Regions from separate parts of the Macaca fascicularis genome. Here region 1 is linked to region 2. A link is a contact called in public Hi-C data. All regions are on one chromosome and are shown on one strand. The core of a region is the stretch at or near the end of the contact, and the rest is flanking DNA. Distances in the headings are between cores, read along the strand shown. Region 1 has its middle 21 kb from the start of TARBP1. Region 2 holds the start of LOC141407064.

Evidence for each region. Hi-C and Micro-C count contacts between places; a contact is called where the count stands out from the background.
Region 1: a Hi-C map of liver shows a contact between it and region 2, with 5 times the contacts expected there. The contact joins the enhancer-like site here to the promoter of LOC141407064 in region 2. A contact is called at or near these places in 2 of 2 Hi-C or Micro-C datasets (liver and skeletal muscle).

What each region holds. Positions count from the first base shown.
Region 1 is chr1:14,635,039-14,638,382 of T2T-MFA8v1.1, forward strand. No RefSeq gene overlaps it. Among named protein-coding and RNA genes, the nearest start is that of TARBP1, 21 kb to the right of the region's middle. Within about 2 kb of position 1,888, at least 1 of the 6 cell types and tissues checked has an H3K27ac peak or open chromatin away from gene starts, as enhancers often do. A contact at or near this core is called in liver, where this site is marked.
Region 2 is chr1:14,524,134-14,527,866 of T2T-MFA8v1.1, forward strand. LOC141407064 reads right to left here and starts at 2,269. Exons shown (of 9, transcript XM_073994398.1): 1 at 1-2,269. The coding sequence starts at 1,738. The coding sequence ends at 752. IRF2BP2 (interferon regulatory factor 2 binding protein 2) reads left to right here and starts at 1,062. Exons shown (of 2, transcript XM_005539751.5): 1 at 1,062-2,784; 2 at 3,382-3,733. The coding sequence starts at 1,737.

The DNA.
Region 1 (3,344 bases), core at 638-3,137, 110 kb after region 2:
GCACTTGGTTCTATTTCTAGCTCTGCCACCTCCTTGCTATGTGGCCTGAGGCTGGTCACCTGCTTTCACTTAGTTACCTTTCCCTAGAACTGGGGGAGAGGGGAGCTTTTTACCATATTGTTCCAGGACCTGAGGGTGTGTATGCTGAAACAGTAGCATTCCTCTGAATCTCTTTGAATTACAGTGCACACATCTTCAGGATATCACAGGCATCCCATCCATACCAACACGTGCCTTCTTTCCCTAGTCATTTTTCTTCAACTATTCCCCTTTGAGCTGGGCTAAGAGAACAACATTCTGGACTCATTCCTTAGGTGCACTGTTGGTCGTCTCACAGACTTAAATATATACATCTGTCCCACTTTTAGAGAAAATAGGACCAAAATCTATTACATGTATTTTAGGCCCTCTATCTGAATTCTGAAGTCTTGCTCTGACTTCTTTTTCGGCTTCAGCTTTTGATTTCAGGCACATTCACACTTGTTTAGCTTTCAACTTACAGAGAATGCTGGAAAAGAGATTCATGTATTATTTAGAACATTCATCCAAATGCCCTCCCAGATCCCTTCTAACTCCATGAGGTCCCATGAGTCTGTGAAATGCATGGGCAAAGGAAGAGGAACTGAGGCTTTGAAGTCAGATATACCAAGTTCCAATTCCTTATTCTCAAATTTACTAGTTGTGTGACTTTGGGTGAGCTGCTTAACCTTATAGGAGACTAGGGTCCTCATCTAAAAACCTGGGCCAGTGCCAACTACGGAGCCATGACTGTGAGGATTAAATGAGACATTACTTCCATAAAAACATGGAACAGAGTGTGAGGCATACAGTAGGTGACAAGGTAGATATTAGATCCTGCTTTTCATTACTGGTGCAAGTCTCTGGTGGGTCAAACATGTGGGATGTCGTATATTTGAATATTGCTTCAGTCTTCACTTCCATGGTTTTATTTCAAAAAGAGAAAGAAAGAAGGAAATAAACAGTAACTGTCAGAGGCCTTTCGGAAAGCATCACCCATCCATTGAAATGTGCTTTCCATTCAAAAACTACCTTATTAATTATTCATTGCTTTTGGAACTGAAAATGAGAACAGAGCTTAAGACCCAGAGTTGGACAAGAACAGTGTTCCAACTGCTTGATTTCTGTCATTTCCTGGTATCTAGGCAGTACATCCCAAATCTGAGATTTGCAGTTTCGGGAGTCAAGCAAACTTTAGGCTTGATGATCAGTCAGGTTTAGTCAGGTTTAGCCAATGCCCTGGAATGACTCTTCTCTTTACTTTCATTTCCACTCCCGGCTCTGCATTTCTGGGGGATTATTTCACTGCATGGGTGGCCCGAATCCCTTGGCCTTCAGCCTTATGGCTCGTTCCACCGCTCTGGGCAAGTCATAACCACCCGAACATGCAAGTCTTTCTTTCGTGCCCCAGTGGCATGAGGAACATCATTAACTCTTCAGGGCTGAGGTTTGGGATTACTTAAAAATCTTACATCCCCCTGTGTTTGCAGTCAGAACACCAGAGTAACAGAGTGTTTGCAGGGCTTGTTTTCATGCCAGAAATGAGGTTGCCCTAACACACAATCCTTGAGATGTTTTTTCCCTAACGATTGTACTTCACCGGGATTGTGGGTTACAAAATGGAAGCTCAGTGCTTCCGGCTTCGAGTTCCAGTAGAACAAACGTGCAAGAGACTCCTCGGCTTGGAAACTCTTCAGACCGGGGAAAGGCTGCCGATGTGTCCCAGGAGGGGAAGGGCAGGAGGAGCACAGCTGTGCGGGGCGGGGGGTGTTTCACATGCATCTCTAAAGATGAGCTTCCTAAAGTGTAAAAAGGCAGGGGAAAGACACATTTCCCAAGGCCTGGGGCCAGTGCGGGGACAAACGCAAGGCTGGCGTGCGTGCATTGCGGGTTCCGCGCGCCATCTGGTGGCTTCGGGCTGGCATTGGGCGCACCATCCGGGCTTTCACCCCATTGACAGAGACTTCATAGAAGGAACCCTTTGTGGGCGTTTAAGTTCTGTTGGAAGTGATCACCAGGAGGACACCAAGGGCCAGATGTTCCAAATTCCACTCCTTATCCTACAATTGGACACTGAAAGCCTCAGGTTCTCTTTGACAAGGGGGCACTGATCCTTCCTTCAGGACCAGCCTTCCTATCACACAGCAATGTGAGCACTCAGCTCTGGGCAGCCTGGCCCCTCTGTGCCTTGCTTTCCACATCATGACCCCGCATGACGGGCCACAGAGAGTCTTCCCTTTGCCCCTACCTGGAACGTGTGTATTCCCTTCCAGCCTTCTGAATCCCACAGTTCTCAAGGCTCAGTCCACAGACATCTTTACATCCTTAGAATATTTGCCTCATAATTTGTTCATACTAGTGTTTCCAAAGTGTGTTCCAAGAACAATGGTTTTATTCATCAGAACTGTATCTCTTTTTGAAAAGGCATTCAAAGTTTGGGAAAGTCAGGGTTATGCAAAGGTTGAACAGACGTGATTGCAGGATATCTCAGGAGCATTATGCATACTGAGAATGTAGTGGATTTCTAAGAAGGAACTACAGTTTGCTATAGTTTCTAAACTTGTTTGACATCCAAACCTTCCTCCTATCTCCACTTTTGAAGTGTATGTTGCCAATATTGCATTTAATAAAACAATTTTAAGGAAAAGTAGCGTCCTGTTCACTTGACCCATGATTATGTAGCTATCTTTTTAAAACTGGAAGACATCTGTATTCGTTTGCTAGGGCTATTATATTGCCTCACAGTTGTGGAGGCTGAAGGTCCAAGACCAATGTATTGGCAGGGTGTGTTTCTTCCGAGGCCCCTCTCCTTGGCTTATAGATGGTCATCTTCTCTCTGTGTCACCACATGGTCTTCCCTCTGTGCCAATCCATGTCCTAGTTGCCTTCTCTCTTTTTCTTTTCATTTCTTCTGCTCCTCCTCCTCCTCCTCCTTCCTCTTCTTCTTCTTTTTAAGATGGAGGTCTCACTATGTTGCCCAGGCTGGTCTCGAACTCCTGAGCTCAAGAGATCCTTCTGCCTCAGCCTCCCAAAGTGCTGAGATTACAGGAATGAGCCACTGTGCCCAGTCCTAATTTTCTCTTCTTATAAGGACATCAGTTATATTGGGTTAGGACCCACCAACATGACCTCATTTTACCTTAATCATCCTTTTAACGTCCCCATGTCCCACTACAGTTACATTCAGAGGTAGTGGGGGTTAGGACTTTAACAAAGGAATTTTGGGAAGCCACAATTCAGCCCGTAACAACATCTTATTGTTGTATCTGTAGGGTAAAATGTATGCTTCAATGGAAAATTATGCATTGTTTAGAGCAGGGTTGGCC
Region 2 (3,733 bases), core at 1,019-3,518:
GCCAGCCGGTCGCCCCCACGGCCAGCGGGGACCCCGCGGAGGCGAGCAGGACTTCCCCCCACGACTCGCGCCCGCGCCTCCCGCCACCTCGAGTCCAAGTTCGGGCCCGGGGCGGCGCCTGGACGCCCAGACTCGCCGAAGGGGGTGGGGCCTGCGCTGTGACGCGGTCGCGCTGGCCGTACACCCCGGATCCCTGGAATGTGCATTCGTTCCACGAGGCCCTAGTGCCAGCGGCGCCGAGGCACGTCTGCGCGGAGCGTGCGCACACGCGGCGGCGGCCGCCCACGGTCCCGAGTCCACGTCACGCGCCCGCCGCGCAGACCTACATAAGGCGGCCGGGGCAACTGGCGCGGCGAGGCCCTAGCTGAACAGGGCGGGCTGGACGGGGCTAAGAGCAGCACTTGGTGTTCGCGAGCTGCTAATCCGAACCGCGCTCCCTCCCCTCCAGAGGGCTCCGTGGAAAACGCGCGAGCCAGCTGGCGGCGTGTGCACGTGGTGCTGGGCTTGGGAACATCCAGATTCTCCCTAGTTAGTAAAAGGGGCAGGCGGCGGGTATGTCCTTCCCAAGACAAATGCAAATGCAAAGCACCAGTGACGGATTTCATGCTCTTGTGTCCGACATTGAGCTTTCAAGTATAACTCCTAAAAAACCAGAACTGTGAACCACGCTAGACCTAAAATCCCCATTCTCAGGAGACTGACGGAAACCAAGTGACAAAGTGGCCTTGCATAAAAGAAAAAGAAATGGCTTTTAGCACGATTTGGTCCAGAGGCACACCAGGGGAAAACATCCTGAGGGTGGTCGAGACAGCCGGGTGGGGCGTGAAGTGAGGGAAAGTGGAGGAAAAGCACACGACCACTTTGCGCCGTGTTCCGAGGGGACACCAGCGCTGCGCTGCCGCGCTGCCCCGCGAGCGGGCGGGCGCCACAGAGCCGGCTCTCCCGACAGCGCTCCTTCGGCGCGCAGGGGGGAGGGGAGCGCGCGCGCGGGAGGGCGGGCACGCGCCCGAGGGGAGGGGGCCCGCGCAGGCGCTGTGCGAGACTGTCGAAGAATCAAGTCTGTAGAAGTGGAGCGGCCGCGGCGGCAGCAGCAGCAGCGACGGTGGCGGCGGCAGAGCTGAGGCGGGCTGGCCGCTGACGCTGGCGCTGGAGAGCGGCGACGCCAGGAGCTGTGAGAGAGCGGCGGAGCGACCCGGGGCCTGCGCCGCACCCGAGCTCCACGCCGCCCAGCCGCCGCCGCCCCGGCGCGGCATGCCCCGCCGCTCGGGCTGAGCCTGCCCCGGCGGCCGCCCCCCGCCCCCTGCCCCCCCGGCCTCCCCGCCCCCCGCCCCGCACACTGTGCCGGCCGCCGCCGCGACCTGCTGCGCTCCCCCGCGCCCGCGCGGCCCGTCTTCGCCCCGGTCTGGAGGCCCGCCGCGGCTCCAGCCGAGCCCCCGCCGCCGCGCCCGCCGCACCGCCGCACCGCGCCGCCCGCCCGCGCCCGCGCCGGCCGGGGGGAACTGCTGCCGCGGCTGCAGCCCCTCGCCTCGCGCCCGCCGCCCCTCGTGCACCGGGGGCGCTGCGCGGGCGCCGAGCCTTCGCGGGCTTTGCCGCCGCCGCCGCCGCCTTTGCGGCCGCCGCCGCCGCTGGTGGGGGAGACGCGGGGTTGGGGGGGGAGGAGGGCGCGCGTGGTGCCGGTGGGGGGCGGCGGCGGCGCCCCCTCCTCCTCCTCCTCCGGCGCCGCGGGCTCCTCGGACATGGCCGCGGCGGTGGCGGTGGCGGCCGCGTCCCGGCGGCAGTCGTGCTACCTGTGTGATCTGCCCCGCATGCCCTGGGCCATGATCTGGGACTTCACCGAACCTGTGTGCCGCGGCTGCGTCAACTACGAGGGCGCCGACCGCGTCGAGTTCGTCATCGAGACAGCGCGGCAGCTCAAGCGGGCGCACGGCTGCTTCCCGGAGGGTCGCTCCCCGCCCGGCGCCGCGGCCCCGGCCGCCGCCAAGCCGCCGCCGCTCTCGGCCAAGGACATCCTCTTGCAGCAGCAGCAGCAGCTCGGCCACGGCGGCCCCGAGGCGGCCCCGCGCGCGCCGCAGGCCCTGGAGCGCTACCCCCTGGCGGCCGCGGCCGAGCGGCCCCCGCGCCTCGGCTCTGACTTCGGCGGCAGTCGTCCGGCCGCGAGCCTGGCCCAGCCGCCGACGCCGCAGCCGCCGCCCGTGAACGGCATCTTGGTGCCCAACGGCTTCTCCAAGCTAGAGGAGCCTCCCGAGTTGAATCGCCAGAGCCCGAACCCGCGGCGCGGCCACGCGGTGCCGCCCACCCTGGTGCCGCTCATGAACGGCTCGGCCACGCCGCTGCCCACCGCGCTCGGCCTCGGCGGCCGCGCTGCCGCCTCCTTAGCCGCGGTGTCCGGAACCGCGGCCGCCAGCCTGGGCTCCGCGCAGCCCACCGACCTGGGCGCCCACAAGCGGCCGGCATCCGTGTCGAGCAGCGCGGCCGTGGAGCACGAGCAGCGCGAGGCGGCAGCCAAGGAGAAGCAACCGCCGCCGCCTGCGCACCGGGGCCCGGCGGACAGCCTGTCCACCGCGGCCGGGGCCGCCGAGCTGAGCGCGGAAGGTGCGGGCAAGAGCCGCGGGTCTGGAGAGCAGGACTGGGTCAACAGGCCCAAGACCGTGCGCGACACGCTGCTGGCGCTGCACCAGCACGGCCACTCGGGGCCCTTCGAGAGCAAGTTTAAGAAGGAGCCGGCCCTGACTGCAGGCAGGTTGTTGGGTTTCGAGGCCAACGGGGCCAACGGGTCTAAAGCAGGTAGGGGCGGCTGTGAAGTGAGGGGTTCTAGGGGAGAAAAGGGGACGGAGAGCAGAGGAGGGGTGGTTCTTTCGATTCACCATTTTACCCCAGCTCAGAAACAACAAACACCCCACTTCCTGATCTGCCTGAGGCGGAACCAGTGCTTAGTGGCAACGTGTTCATGTGCTGAAGCAGCATAACAGAGATGAGTCAGACTGGGCTGATACGCTCTGACACGGGGTTTTCCTTTCCCAGCACATTCTTGGATGGGAGCATGAGGGCACTAGTCACCTTTTAACCTATTGGGGGACATTAGCAGTCACATGCCCAGTGCAAACTAGGGTACTTTTGTGCATGTGTAAAAACAGGCAGTTACAAGCCTGCCATTTTCAGTGGCTCCGTTTTATTTTCAGTCTACTGCCTCAGAACCCCACACGCCTAAATGTTTCAAGTTGCGTGTATGTGCACCTGAAACTCGTAGGAGGGTTTTCCGTCTGTGCTTTTAGAGAGGAGGAATTCTGTAACGAGTTTTGTTTCGGGTTAGGAAGGGAAGGATCCCTTTCAGTGCACCGCCATTTATGTTTCCTTTTTCCTTTTATTTCTTTGTGTTTCCAGTTGCAAGAACAGCAAGGAAAAGGAAGCCCTCTCCAGAACCAGAAGGTGAAGTCGGGCCCCCTAAGATCAATGGAGAGGCCCAGCCGTGGCTGTCCACATCCACAGAAGGGCTCAAGATCCCCATGACTCCTACATCCTCTTTTGTGTCTCCGCCACCACCCACTGCCTCACCTCATTCCAACCGGACCACACCGCCTGAAGCGGCCCAGAATGGCCAGTCCCCCATGGCAGCCCTGATCTTAGTAGCAGACAATGCAGGGGGCAGTCATGCCTCAAAAGATGCCAACCAGGTTCACTCCACTACCAGGAGGAATAGCAACAGTCCGCCCTCTCCGTCCTCTATGAACCAAAG